Regions from separate parts of the Mus musculus genome. Here regions 1, 2, 3 and 4 are each linked to region 5. Evidence: chromatin contacts called from public Hi-C and HiChIP or PLAC-seq data. All regions are on one chromosome and are shown on one strand. Each heading gives the region's core, a stretch centred on a gene start, on an enhancer-like site or on the middle of the called end of the contact. The rest is flanking DNA. Distances are from core to core; before and after follow the strand shown.

The links. Hi-C and Micro-C count contacts between places; a contact is called where the count stands out from the background. HiChIP or PLAC-seq counts read pairs in DNA pulled down with a chosen protein or histone mark.
Region 1: an H3K27ac HiChIP or PLAC-seq map of embryonic stem cells shows a contact between it and region 5, with 6 times the contacts expected there. The contact joins the enhancer-like site here to the promoter of Gsdme in region 5. A contact is called at or near these places in 7 of 39 promoter capture datasets (the 3T3-L1 cell line, cranial neural crest, embryonic stem cells and 3 more), 1 of 115 datasets of contacts at active chromatin or transcription factors (embryonic stem cells) and 2 of 9 other capture datasets (embryonic stem cells and liver).
Region 2: a Hi-C map of the N1E-115 cell line shows a contact between it and region 5, with 4 times the contacts expected there. The contact joins the enhancer-like site here to the promoter of Gsdme in region 5. A contact is called at or near these places in 1 of 39 promoter capture datasets (hippocampal neurons), 1 of 484 Hi-C or Micro-C datasets (the N1E-115 cell line), 1 of 115 datasets of contacts at active chromatin or transcription factors (embryonic stem cells) and 1 of 9 other capture datasets (adipose tissue).
Region 3: a FOXA1 HiChIP or PLAC-seq map of pancreatic cancer cells shows a contact between it and region 5. The contact joins the enhancer-like site here to the promoter of Gsdme in region 5. A contact is called at or near these places in 8 of 39 promoter capture datasets (the C10 cell line, embryonic stem cells, hippocampal neurons and 3 more), 1 of 484 Hi-C or Micro-C datasets (the N1E-115 cell line), 3 of 115 datasets of contacts at active chromatin or transcription factors (embryonic hindbrain, pancreatic cancer cells and stem cell-derived neural progenitor cells) and 1 of 9 other capture datasets (liver).
Region 4: a contact with region 5 is called in a Hi-C map of the N1E-115 cell line, with 10 times the contacts expected there. The contact joins the enhancer-like site here to the promoter of Gsdme in region 5. A contact is called at or near these places in 17 of 39 promoter capture datasets (the 3T3-L1 cell line, the C10 cell line, the HPC-7 cell line and 11 more), 2 of 484 Hi-C or Micro-C datasets (the N1E-115 cell line and cortical neurons), 10 of 115 datasets of contacts at active chromatin or transcription factors (SST interneurons, T-cell acute lymphoblastic leukemia, bone marrow-derived macrophages and 5 more) and 2 of 9 other capture datasets (adipose tissue and liver).

Annotation. Positions count from the first base shown.
Region 1 is chr6:49,411,791-49,414,490 of GRCm38.p6, forward strand. All of the region lies in intron 6 of Stk31 (serine threonine kinase 31), which reads left to right. Among named protein-coding and RNA genes, the nearest start is that of Stk31, 18 kb to the left of the region's middle. Within about 2 kb of position 1,436, at least 8 of the 459 cell types and tissues checked have an H3K27ac peak or open chromatin away from gene starts, as enhancers often do. A contact at or near this core is called in embryonic stem cells, where this site is marked.
Region 2 is chr6:49,716,114-49,718,813 of GRCm38.p6, forward strand. No RefSeq gene overlaps it. Among named protein-coding and RNA genes, the nearest start is that of Gm31226, 84 kb to the left of the region's middle. Within about 2 kb of position 1,303, at least 12 of the 459 cell types and tissues checked have an H3K27ac peak or open chromatin away from gene starts, as enhancers often do. A contact at or near this core is called in the N1E-115 cell line, where this site is marked.
Region 3 is chr6:49,655,445-49,658,144 of GRCm38.p6, forward strand. All of the region lies in intron 2 of Gm31226 (a long non-coding RNA gene), which reads left to right. Among named protein-coding and RNA genes, the nearest start is that of Gm31226, 23 kb to the left of the region's middle. Within about 2 kb of position 1,362, at least 54 of the 459 cell types and tissues checked have an H3K27ac peak or open chromatin away from gene starts, as enhancers often do. A contact at or near this core is called in the N1E-115 cell line and pancreatic cancer cells, where this site is marked.
Region 4 is chr6:49,522,024-49,524,723 of GRCm38.p6, forward strand. No RefSeq gene overlaps it. Among named protein-coding and RNA genes, the nearest start is that of Gm31226, 110 kb to the right of the region's middle. Within about 2 kb of position 1,343, at least 11 of the 459 cell types and tissues checked have an H3K27ac peak or open chromatin away from gene starts, as enhancers often do. A contact at or near this core is called in the N1E-115 cell line and SST interneurons, where this site is marked.
Region 5 is chr6:50,260,359-50,263,058 of GRCm38.p6, forward strand. It overlaps Gsdme (gasdermin E), which reads right to left and starts at 1,411. Exons shown (of 10, transcript NM_018769.4): 1 at 1,376-1,411.

The DNA.
Region 1 (2,700 bases), core at 186-2,685, 850 kb before region 5:
TACTATATCTGATTGTTTCTCCAGTGACTTTACAAATTTGCAAAATACAGGTAAGCATTATGTTATCTATGTAACAAAACCTTTTCCAGTGAATGGGCAGGACAAGGCAACTTCCGGAACTACTATCTCATAACAGATCAGTGGGTTCCAAAGATAACCTTGGTGAAACACCTGAAAGTCAGTTGTCATCCATCCTCAGCAAGTGTCAGGTGAGCCTAGAAGTTCACAACTAAGATGATAACTAAGGTTGAAATGAGCAAGGTCTAATACAGCATGGAAAGGTTCCATCAATTTGCTTCCTCCAAAGATCAAGGTCAGGTACAAAGCATAGATAGGAGGTGCTAACTTAATTTGTTCTCTGTAATCCTTGGCGATTCTCTCTGAACTATTATGTTTACATGACCTGGAGCCTGTTCTGGGAGCCTCCCTCATTTCTCCACACCTGATCAACTCAGTGGATTTGACTTAGTCGGCTCAGACATACTCAAGGCCAAAGGTAAATGTGGCCCTGCTTTCCCGCTGCACCTCTGGCTCACTAGGTCAGAGTGACCCTGGGTTGGCACATGCCTCCAGCCTCCCATTCACCATCCCTGGCTGTCGGGGCAGTTCTAGCTGGGCGAACAGTCTACACCCCAGCTTTATCTTTTGCTGTGTCCCCTCCTTGGTCTGGGGGATCACCCACTCCTGGGACAGGCTTGTGTGCTTCATCTGTATTCTGTCAAGGATGTCTTCTCCTTAGGCAGATGCTCCTTAGCACACAATGCCTTTCTATCAGATTTTTCCTTAGCAACCCTAGCTCAACATAAATACTACTTCACCTAGAAGAACCTAGACAGGCCTCTTTTTCTGCTTAACCTTAAAAGAATATTTCTCCTTTAGCTTCTTTTATTTTTCAGATACTCTTTACATGTTGGTCTAAGTTACTGACATCTGCCATAGCCTTTCTTACTTTATAAAGATCTTGCTACACCAAAGGACTCAGCAAAGACACTAAAGCTTGATACTAGCCTTGAGGTCCCTTTGCTTAACTTCTCTGTGAACAGAGTTCTATCTGGGCCAGTGAACTGGGGTTCAAATATAGCCTCCCTATTCTTAGTTCCCTTAATAGTACCTTCCTCTTCTCTACGAACTTCCAGTTTTTGATATTTATGGAGACTTTGGATAGAGATAACTGTAGGCTACTTGAACCGGGTTCCTGAAAGGGAGGCTGGGGCTGCATGGGAGAAAATGGTGAGAGAAATAACGAGACCAAGACAAAGATACTGATCAAAGCCCAAAATTTACTTAAGAGTCTGAGCTTATAAAGTGGGGGGTGGGGTGGGGGGAACCCATCCCATCCCCCATCACACCAGGATCTCCTTTCATCTGGATAGAGTCAGGAGAACAGGTTCAGCATCTCAGCAGGTAGCTGCATCTTGGAGAAAATGGCAGAGGTGGCAGAACAATAGACCTATCTAGGTTGGAAGACTCCACCCTAGGTGGTCTTGTTCATAGAGGAGGAACAGGTCTGAGCCAGCCTGCTCAAGGCTGGGGGAGGCTACAATTCCTCCCTAATTATATAATAAAAATTAGCTGTACTGGGACTTAAAATTTACTTATGCTCCATGGTCCTGCCTGGGAATTATGGTGGCTGGCGGCCACGCATGTCTTAGGATTGTGGTCTTCAAATAACTTATTCTTATCCATCCTCGGGAGCATGTGCAGCTTGTTTGTGTTTATTTGCACAAACACAGCTCTGTGGTGTTGTTATGTACATATGTATATATAGACTATTAGTATATAAATTAAAGCTTGATTTTTCAACATTTTAAAACACTGGCTACAGCACACAATTTAATTATCTGTGCTGAAGCAGGAGGAAACTCAAAAGAATAAACATGTGATCCAATCACATATACTTTTCTCCCATAGAAGGGCTGTTTTTAAATACAGTAGATGTAGTCTTTATGGGATGCATGCATGCATAAATTTACAGAAAATACAAAAGCATGCATAGAAGCAATCTTTAACAACTTATCTTTTGGATAATAATTATCAGTTTTACCTAGAAAGTCTATGCAGTAGGCCAAATATCAATATTCTGCAATAACCAATTTAATTGCTGTTTGGAACAAAGAACAGATGCCTCGTCAGGTTTTTAAGACACATTTTTGTTGTTGTTGTTGTTGTTTTTCTAAAATTCCTTCATGATTTTATCTTACAATTCTTTATTAGCACCACAGCAATGTCATAATAGGATGTTAAAACTTTACTTGGAGATGAAGAAAGATGATTTTACATTAATGTTCTCTTTTGCCAAAGAATTGCTGTGGGCACACTGAGTAACAATAACTAAAATAAGCAGCTAATATTTGATTACCATTGATTAAAATTGATAACAATTAATTATAAAAGCTTCCTCTACTTTCTGCAAAGCCTTTTGTTTCTCACCAGTTAATTTGCCTCTCCGTTGATAACATCCAACAAAGGCTTAAGTCACCTTAAGGCATTAAGGTAAGGTCTTAGCCAATTAACATCTCCTGGAAGCTTTTGAAAATAATTTGAAGTAAGCAAATCATCTTTTCTTTCTTAAATTTTCTGTACCACAATCTTTCTAGGATAACTAAGACCCTAAATATTAAAAAGATATTGCCTTTGAATATTTTCTGGCTCATCAGCTACTCTCCAGAACTTTAAAGCTCATTGTGTGAGAGGAAAGAG
Region 2 (2,700 bases), core at 53-2,552, 540 kb before region 5:
CTTAGTACCAATATAGAATACTTCTATTGAGAAATAACATTGAGAGACTGTCTGTATACACAGGCCAGACTTCTCTGGCTGCTCAGCTATTCATGGAGAGATGGCTCCTGTACCCCTGCCTCTCAACAAAGGGGATCCTATGTTTGTATCATGTTGCTTAGGAACTCAACAAACCCCATCCCAGTTCTTCTGGACTGGCAGGTACTCTGTCTTCAGTTTTGTGCTCCCTACCCTGAGTTATTTCAAAACAAGTTGTTATCCATACCTCCTAGATTCTTCTGGAGAAGGAAAGGGCTAATTAAACTGGAGACCTTCTGGAAACATAGTGCCTGGCTCTGTGGGATGGCATGTTTGCTTCTCTCTCCACACCTGCCTCCAAGGCTCTCTTCTACAGGTCTATGGGTGGTGGTTTTTTTTTTTTTTTTTTCTTCTCAATTTTCGAGCCTTCCTAGAGCTCTTTCATCTTGGAGTCTCTGAGCATCTGTCTTCCCAAGTTGTTGTCAGACAAAGCACCAGAGGGAGCCCTTCTGGTATTTAAATCCTGTGACTTCAGGAAATACAAATAGGTTCTCCCAGAGAGCTAACAATTGTAGGCAGTGAGGGGATGGATAAGGAAGGAAGACAGCCAGTTGTTAAATGTTAGCAGCTTGAAATCATCCAGCCAAGGTGGGAGGATTCACATCCTGGCACGTGGCAATTGCAGAGTACCCTTTCTTCCTTTCAGGCATTTCTGACAAGCCTTACAAATAAGGCAAGACAAGGCTGGAGGCAAACCAGAGGTGCACTTTCTCAGATGTCTCAAGAGGTTGGCTCACTGCCATATAATCTAAAGTTTTTCTGTTCCCCCAAACAACAGCCAAGAGGCCTTTAGCTGGTGAGATTTCAGTGCAGGCAAACAAATACCTATCTTTGTTGCCCTACTAAACCAGCTTCCCAGGAAACTCAGCCAGATAAATGAGAACGACAAAGGAGTGAAGTCTCCCAGGACCCATCAAGAAGGAATTACTCATTAAGGATCCCAGTGTGGGGTAGCTGAATGCCACTATTATTAAGCAGGTCTATGCACAGACATTTACAGACCCAGCACACTGCTGGAGATGATTCCCTGCAGGAAGTAGCAGATGACCCAAAGGATTCCTCTCATTTCTCAAGCCTGAGATCCATGGTTCTGTTCTCAGTTTCTCTGGCCAAACACTGCCCTGTAGCTTTTCATCTGATTTTGCACAGGTCTCCTGGAGACAAGGATCTGGGAGCTGATTTCCATGACATCTCCACCCACACCCACAGTAAACATATCACTAGGCAGGCAGGCAGCATAAGTAGATGTCAGATCCTGTACTGGAGTGGTGGTGAACAGGATGGATCATTAGTCCTCAGATGAAGGCAGCTAGCTGCTGGGGCTCCTCCTATTCCTATCCAGATACCCAAGAAAGACAGATGCTGTCATGTCTCTATTGTAGTCTCATGGATTCATTCCTGGTAAAGGTGACATTAGAATCACCAAGGTGCAGATTGGACCTTGATGTTAAATATTCAGTCAGTGAGAGTTTGGAGTCCAATGAGGATGGACCATACCCATCAGCTTTGGACACTCCCTCCCCCCAATCTCCTGTACCCCTGGAAACAGGTTAATTTTAAGGAAGAAAAGCGTTACAGTTGCCCCTCAAGATTTGAAACACCACATGAAAGGACATGGGGGAAGATGTCAGCTGCAGAGCTTTGTTGAAGGTCATGAAGAAAAGGCTAAGTCTTAGTAAAGCATAACTGTTTTATAGATTTTAATTTTTAAAGTTCACTCAGTTGTATGGATTTTGGTTGGTTGAGTGGGCTCTGAAGCATGTCTGGCCCTCAGTGAGGGCTTGCCATGACTGCCAAAAGATGGGGCTGGAGAACTGGATCAGAGGTTAAGAGCTCTGGCTGCCCTTCTAGAGGACCTGGGTTCTGTTCCCAGTACTATGTGGTGGGTCAAAACCCTCTGTAATTTCAGTTCTCAGGGATCTAGTGGCATTTTCTGACCTTCATGGGCACTGCACACACACCCACACACATGGGGAATGCGCATACATGCATGCAAAATGTTCATATACATTTTAAAAATTAAAAATGTAATGTTCTAAAAATAAACTTCTAGAGAATAATAAGACTATAAAGATGTAACTATTGTTCCCCCCTGCCCACTTTAAGGTTTCATCCAAATGGGCCTGTCGTGACAGAGAAAGAGACTGTCTCAGGCACTCTGAGATATGTACTTATCTAGCCTTGATGCTGTTGCTTACAGACCCTCACTAAGCAGCTCATACTTGGAGTCTGTCTAACTCTGGCCCCTGCTCTCCCTTCAGGCTGGCCAGCATTCTAAGCCCATGTATCCTGACACTGGCCATTCTCAGCCTCTTCTTCATGTGGCTGCTTGCAGATTTCTCATGTTGAGCATGTCTGCTTGTCCTTTCCTTCCTTCTCTTTTTAAAAGATGTGTTTTTTATGTGTATGATTGTTTTGCTTACCATGTGTGTATAGTGCTGGAGGAGGTCAGAAGAGGGCCTCAGACTCCCTGCAACAGGAGTTACAGACTGTTGCGAGGTGCCCCGTGGAAGCTAGGAACTGAACCCAGATCCTCTGTAAAAGCAGCAAATGTTCTTAACCACTGAGCCATCACCTAGCTCTATAGTCATCTCAAAAAATATTGACCATTTTTCCTTTTAT
Region 3 (2,700 bases), core at 112-2,611, 600 kb before region 5:
TTGAAACCTGTGAGCAATTAACCTCCGTGCCAAAAGGAATACTTAACATAATTGTCCGAAAGTTGGGGTGCCAAGCTGTGGCATTTATATTGTTAAACAACATTCCCTCTGGTCTCTGATGCTGATGATCCCTTGTTGTTTTGATTCCCTTGTATGGGGACCTATGGGGTTAAGATCTTCTAGAATACTCAAGAAGGAAATTGCTCTCCTTTCCTGAGAAATTTCCTTTATCTCTGTAAAGACCTTATTTGTACAGCCATTTACTGTTTTGATAATAAGAAATAATTAACTAGTGATTCATCGTATTCTTTGATTTTGTTGGAAGTGTTGCTTGCAATGCTTTAATAACTTTTAGATTGTAATTAACTTAATGTGTATGAGTGTTATACCTGCATGTGTATTTCTGCAGCAGGTGCTGTCTGGTGCTTGAGGAGGCCAGAAGAAGGTGATGGGGCCCTTGGAATTGGGCTACAGACAGCTATGGACTTCCATGTGGGTGCTGGGTATCAAACCTAGCTCTTCTGCAAGAGCAGCCAGTGCTCTTAACCACCGAGCTGAGTCTCCAGCCCCTCCATTTGTAACATTAACAGAGATTTGGCAACGGTACAGACACTTAGTAGATTAATTATCTCTTCTATACAGTGGGTCCCTATTCCTACTCACATGCATATGTCTGTCTGTCTGTCTGTCTGCCTGCCTTTGTATCTGCCTGCCTGCTTGCCTGCCTGTATCTGACTCTGTCTTTCTCTCTTTGGGAAAATATACATTGTGTTCAGATCTCTGTCCTCTAGATGGGATTTTTCTATGGGATTTGGTTTATTTTCTAATGTCTCAGGCCAGTACCCATTGGTTATGCTTGCTATTTGCTCTCTCCGAGTTCTCTTATCTGTAGCATGCATGACTCCTTCTGAACTGTAGTTGAATTATTTGTGACTATGTTTCTCCATAGATTATTTGATACGGGCATTAGTCATAGAAACTTTAAAGAACTCACTCCATTTGATTTAGTATTATAAGTTACAGAAAATAATATTAAGGACATATTAGTGGTCATGGAAGGCATCAGACAAGGTTTTGGCAGGCTGAGTCATGCAACTGGGCTGTAATACAGCTTACGTGTCCTGTCAGCCATGTAAGTACTACCCGGGGTAAACGATGTAATACATTTCTATTACAGGTGACACGAAGATATGCTGGTTTTGTACATTTTGATGCTGTGCCTTGTGCTATCCATCGACTAGTTCAGCTCTGATTGTTCAGGTGTTTGATGACTCATGCATCAACGCCTCCCTGCCACACTACAGGAAGTGAAGCCCAGTGCACAGAGGCAGCTGCAGAGCCCTCTGGTGACTCATATGCTGATTGCGACTTTGTCATTTTGGTGTTGATCCTTGGTAAACTGAACTGACAAACCAGCCAGTCAGCTGCCTCCAGGGTTGAAAGAGTCTAGCAGGCACTCTCTCCAGTCTGCACCAACAGAGCAGATCTCTCACCAGAGGCCTCCTCCCCACTTATCTGCAGAAGTCTGCTTCCCTCCATGGGCAAGGAGACAAGGGACTTTGGCATGTCATATCCCCACAACCCCCAGCGGTGAAACTGCAAAGGTCTTCACAGTTCTTCCTCTCGGGTTCTTACACAATACTTCTGTCCTTGCAAATGCCTGTTCTCCCATTCACATCATCCCAGACTCACCCAAGTTCGCCCTGGGTTTCAGGTTGCTCACAGTGTCCGCTTCTTGCACTCTGTCTCCCTCCCCCTCATTTATTCTTGCTTTGTCTCATCCTCAGACTCTCACTCTCTTGCTCTGCGAGTGTGTTGAATGATAAGTATTTTACCAGAGTTTGGAGGAGATGGGCTCAGGGTGCAGAGAAATTGTCCCCAGCATGGCATGAATAAAGCCTTAAGTAGCCATGGTGCTGTTTCCCCTTGATGCTTGCCCCTGGAGAGCAGATGTCCCATGACTGCCACTGTGTCCACCTTTTCTTCATGCCTTCTTCCTTACCTGTTGGTGCCTTTCCAGGAACTTCCTTGCGGCCCTCGTCTCTAAACCCCTCTATTCTGCTTTTTCCAGTAGAAGTAAGGCCTCCCTGGGCTTCCCCAAAATGCAGACATATACATGCTCAGCCTAAAATTCAGGAACAAGCGATCAGTCCTCCTAACACCACCGTCCCTCAGAATCTGAGGAGGTACGGATGAGTGTACACAATCTGTAACCTAAGCATTTCCTTCTAAATATTTATCTGATGCATTTTTGAATATTTTGAAAGGCCTTTAGTCTCCCATTCCATTGTAAGATCAAATGTTCCTATTTTTCTCTATTCAAAGGAGTTTTCACTATTCACACATCACAGGGAAATCGATGAACTCATTCACCATTCCCACCACCCTCCCTCCACCTTCTCCCCACCTGCCTTCCAATATACATTTACATCCATTTCATGCAATTCTCTCCCTTCCTCTCCTCCCTCCTCCCCCATTTTGTCATTTCCCCCTTTAAATGGTAGAAATTGCAAGCTTTCCTTTCTTGACAGTTATGATTAAGGGACTCTGCACCTGCTCAGGTGAGTGAATGGGAGAGACGCTGAAGCACATACTTATGCTAACTAATACCTTAGTCTCCTTCCATGTCTGCAAAAAAAGGTTTGCAGCTCAGAGGGACCGCCCCTTAAGTAAGTGCATTAAGCATTTCCTGTTCAAGTT
Region 4 (2,700 bases), core at 93-2,592, 740 kb before region 5:
TGAGGGACATCTGGGTTCTTTCCAGCTTCTGGCTATTATAAATAAGTCTGCTATGAACATAGTGGAACATGTGTCCTTATTACATGTTGGAACATCTTCTGGGTATATGCCCAGGAGAGGTATTGCTGGATATTCCTGTAGTACTATGTCCAATTTTCTGAGGAACCGCCAGACTGATTTCCAGAGTGGTTGTACCAGCTTGCAGTCCCACCAGAAATGGAGGAGTGTTCCTCTTTCTCCACATTCTTGCCAGCAACTGCTGTACCTGAATTTTTGATCTTGGCCATTCTGACTGGTGTGAGGTGGAATCTCAGGGTTGTTTTGATTTCCATTTCTCTGATGTAATCATTTCCATTACATCAGGATGTTGAACATTTTTTTTTCAGGTGCTTCTCAGCCATTTGGTATTCCTCAGTTGAGAATTCTTTGCTTAGCTCTGTGCCCCATTTTTAATAGGGTTATTTGTTTTTCTGGAGTCCATCTTCTTGAGTTCTTTGTATATATTGGATATTAGTCCCCTGCAACATTCTTTTAATAAGGGTTCAACCTCTCCTCTAGCCCACCACCCAGCAGAGGTAGTGGAAGAAAAAGTTATTAGGAAAGTGGGTAATTGGACCTATTCAGCAGTAGTTCTTTGGGGACAAGCTGGATTTTCTTTGGTAGCAGTTCAGTCCTGTTGAGTCATGACTCAGCAGCTGCAGACCAGTTGTCTAGGTAGGCAGACACCAGGCATGAACCAGCAGCTGCAGTCCAATCCTTTCAGCAAGCAAGCACCAGGCAGCTCAAGTTCAACCTGAACAAACTGCCAGGCTTTCCAACCAGCCTAGGGTGAGGCTGCAGAGGCAACAAGCTGCTGCAGGAACCTCACGAGCAGTTCTTGGGAGAGTTTCTCTCAATGGTAGCATTATCACAGGTTAAGCTCAACAATACAATGTAAGGCAAACCAATTCATGTGGGTCGTTATCAAAGAATAGCAAGGCACAGCAAACCAAGCCAAAGCTCAGGGCTCATCCCCCACTGTCCGTGGGGTCATATTTGTACACCTTCATCAAGAGTCCTTTCATGTGTCTGCTATATCCAAACATCCTTTTACCTGTCTGCTTCAGGAAAACAGCCTTTCATGTGTCTGCTTTAGCAAGACATCCTTTCACCTGTGTGCCTCAGCAAAACATTATTTGACATAAACTGAACTTTCCAAAGAGCTAGACATTTCCACTTCATGAAAGTTCTTGGGATTTGGGCACAAGGTGAAGAAATCTCTTTCCCAAGTAGTTTGGTGTTAGAGAGTACAAGTGGTGGAGACAAGAACAAACACTGGGGGCCTCTGTTGCTCTACAGAAAAGAATTCTGGACAGTAAGCTCACAGCATCGGTAGAGGGTGAAAAGAGCCACATGATTTTTGCCCAGCTCTTCTGCAGTTGAGTGTTTCTGGCTTTAGAGATACTGGCTGGCCAGGAAGGCATTTTCTTGAAGTCATAGACTGGTGCTTTTGCATACCTGCCTGAGGAATCCTCAGTCTCCCTTTCCAGTCTCTCTTCCTCCTTCTTGCTTGTTGCCATGATTAGTTACTTTAGAGAAAATTGCTGCAGAATTATATTTTTGGTTACAACAGGTATTTTGGGGGATGTAAACTATTTGTTAAAAAACTCCATGCTGAGATATGTCTCAGTTGCTACCACCAAGCTCTCATAACTCCCCAGGTACTGTGCAGGTTAATGCTTTGATATTTATTTGCCTTTTCTGACTTGAGCATCCTGATTCATTTTTATCTGATAGTGGCTCCATTTCTGGCCATCAGCTGGTAACTTCATCTCACAAGCGCTATGATGAACGGCACATAAGAAGTGCAGGCGCGGTCTTGGTCACGATGCTGGTACTTGCCTGAGTCACCGCTTGCATCATCAGCTGCAATCTGATTGTGATTCATAAAATCTTATTTCCACTGCATCTTTTCTAACCCCTGCCTACGCTTTGGCTATGGTGATAAATATGGAATGGCACTTGGTTTTAGGAGAAAACCTAGGTAATATCCTGTGAGCTGCTATGAAATGTTCTAAAAACTTTAAACAATAATCTTTATCTGCATTAATTAATCCCATTTCGCCCTGTTGTTTTTTTTTTTTTTTTTTTTTTTTTTTAGCTTGTTTAAGGTTATGCTTGGAGGGTTTATCAAATTGGTTACTAAGTAGTGATCTGAACAAATTAAGTAGTGATCTGAACAAAATTTCACTGAATTTTTGCAAATTGGGAAAAGATGTGGTTTATAACATGGCAATCTGAACCTGGTGGCCATCGATAGCTTTTATCAGTTAGTAACTTCAGGCCCTGATACAATCATTGATTTTAAAGTGTACTTTGGAGACTTGAGATATGTTCAGTGATCATTTACCTACGATGGTCAAAGAACTGGGTTTGATGAAAAAGTCTTTATTCCTTCTGTATCTCCTTTTTGCTTTTTGGACTTTGTTTGATTTTCTACTTTTCCTCTTTTCTTTTCTTTTCTTTTCTTTTCATTTCTTCTCTTTTCTTTTCTTTTCTTCTCTTCTCTTCTCTTCTCTTTTCTTTTCTTTTCTTTTCTTTTCTTTTCTTTTCTTTTCTTTTCTTTTCTTTTCTTTTCTTCTTTCTTTCCTCCTTTCCTTTCCTTTCCTTTCCTTTCCTTTCCTTTCCTTTCCTTTCCTTTCCTTTCCTTTCCTTTCCTTT
Region 5 (2,700 bases), core at 161-2,660:
GTATCTTTCCACCAATAGTGTGTGAAAGGAACAAAGGGTGGTCAGAGGATAGGCCTGAGCCTGGCAGGGCAGACCGAAGCAGGCAGCCAAGGCTTTGAGGAGGAGCAGAGGAGAGTGGGACAGAGGTTACGATCAGAGGGAGACAGATATGGTGGCACAGCTTGTAATCTGGGTACTCAGGGCTAGAGAGGTTGAGGCAGGAGAATTACAAATCCAAGACCAGGCTGGCCCTCACAGACAGATAATATCTTTAAAAAAATGTTTTAATTAATTTTCAAAGGTAAACACAGTTATGGGGATTGGCAGAGCTTTCCTGTAATCCTACCACTTGGCCATGGGAGAAGCCCCAGGATCAGAGTGTTCAAGGGCAGACCAGGCTCCCAGGACTGGATCTCAAAAAGAAACGAGAAGATTCCTATGTATAAAGAGGAGACCTCTCCAAGGACTCCAGAGTTCAAAAAGAACAAGAACACCCTGTGGCCAATATACAGCTTCCTCAGGAGGCAGGCCATCCTGGAGTCCAGGGATGTGGGCAGGCAGTCTAGGTTGCTGCTCTCTCTGATCAGGGGTCCAGCCTTTCTTACAAGAAGCACTCCTAGGTGATGCATGTTGAAGAGAATTCATTGTTATTGCATATCTAGATTCTGTTCCTCCAACAGCTCAGATCTTTTCCTTCCACTCCCAACTCTGCCTACGGGTTGACTGTCACCTGGGCCCAGCTGTCCTGGAGCATCCTCCCTGACTCCTCTCTCCAAGTCCCATTCAGACTCCCAGTGAGTGGCTGGCTGTTTTGTTCAGGCTTCAGCAAAGCCTGGAAGCTGCCTGGTGTCTTTCCCTGAGGGGTGCAAGTGGGAAGAACCCCTCCCCAAACGGCCACTCCAGGCAAAAGGCCTCACAGTGAAGAGGTTCAGTCAGTTACCCCAGGTCAGGCAGGACCCATGCCAGCCTGTGATCTTCCTGCACATGCACTCATGCACACACTGGATCCTTCTGACACCGACACAGGAGAGAGATTAGAAGACAAAGGATGGATGCATGGGATATGGTGAAGGCATGGTGAGATGGGGTGCCAGAGAACACCAGCTGCACTTGCCACATCCCAGGACCACAGGAGTGGTGGTGATCATGGTGGAAGGGGCAAGGATGGAATGGAGACAGGGCGAGAATGAGACTATGGGTAAGAAGGAGCAGCTGCTCCTACTGGAAGGTGGGGAGAAAAAAGGAGATCACTACCCCAATCGCCCGCCTCTGGGAGATGTAAGGGGATCTTCCGGGGCAAAGGGGAGCCGACAATTTGCCCCAGGCCAGGACACAATGCGGGCGGAGGGAAGAGGAGCCCAAGCGGAACCCGCAGCTCGCGCCCGCCGCCACTTACCCGCGCGCCGCCTCTCCGTCCTGCACGCTCCGTTCTTTCACGCGCACGCGCGCGTTCCCGGACACCCACAGAGAAGAGGAGGGAGGGCCTGGACCTTTGCTCCGTCCTGCCCCTGGATGCCTCAGCCGGTCCACAAGCTAAGGGATGGCGCCGGGGGCGGGGCTGAACCCGGGAGCTGGGGGACCTGGCAGCAGAGTTAAAGGCGCTAGCTGGTCTAGGAGATCCAGGCAGCACCAGAGACTACTTCTAACCAGACACTGCCTGTCTTCCTTCCGGAACTGCCAACCGTCCGGGTCAGTCTCTGGCTCTCCATCTGCTCCACAGGAGGAAGATGGGGACGAGACTGTGGCCTACTGGCTACAGTTCCCTCATCCCACCCACCTCCCCTTCTCTATGCCCCTGGTTCTCCAGAGCCTGTCCAGGCACTAAGAGGGTGTGAGCTGTCAGCGTGGCTTTGCAGTGTCCAGGAAACTCCCACCTTGGCCTTGGCAACCCTTGCACTTGTTTGGGGCTTGGAGCTTGGTGTTGAGTAGCTTAATCAGAGAGGTAAGCTCTCTGAAGGCAGAATCAAGCCTACAGGCGCTTGGTAAACTGAGGGAGAGGATTGAAGCAGAACGTTGCACCCTCTGAGTCAATTTTTATAGGATGTTCTTTCCCGTGCAATAAATAGAAAAAGAGAATTCTCCTTCTGCACCCCCACCTCCAAGCCCCGGATTTACACACTCAGAGAGTAGCCGCACTTTGTGGCTGCCCCAGTGGGGAGGAGCCTGGGAGGCTGCTAAAAGGGTGGAGTCTCTTTTGGTCCCCTCACGTCAAACCTCTCCTAACTATCCACACTACTACCCTCTGTAGCTCCTTCCATACTCTATGATTCTCCTGTGCTCCAACAGCCACCACTCTACTATATGTAGAATACAAACGTCTTCCCTAAATCTTCATGTCTCAGAGGACAGTAACTTTTGTCTGCTTTATTGACAGTGTCCGGCTCCAAACTTGAAACTTACTGCATAGTAGATACTCAGTAAATTATGCTTGGATTAAATGAGATGGCCAGCATAGCATGCAAAGGTGCCTGGCGCCAAGTCTGACCATCTGATTGGGTCCCAGAGCCCACACAGTGGAAGAACTGATTCATACAGGGTACCCTTCAGTTATCCCCTGACACACACATGTATATAATAAAAAAAAAATCTTTTAGAGAAATGAACTGTCGCGTTTGTTCCTCAGACGGGGCAGATGGAGATTGTGGGGTGGACTTCATAAGTTATCCCGGTTCAAGCTTTCTTTTCTAGCAACTTAAGCCATGTAAGGGGATGAAGATTTTT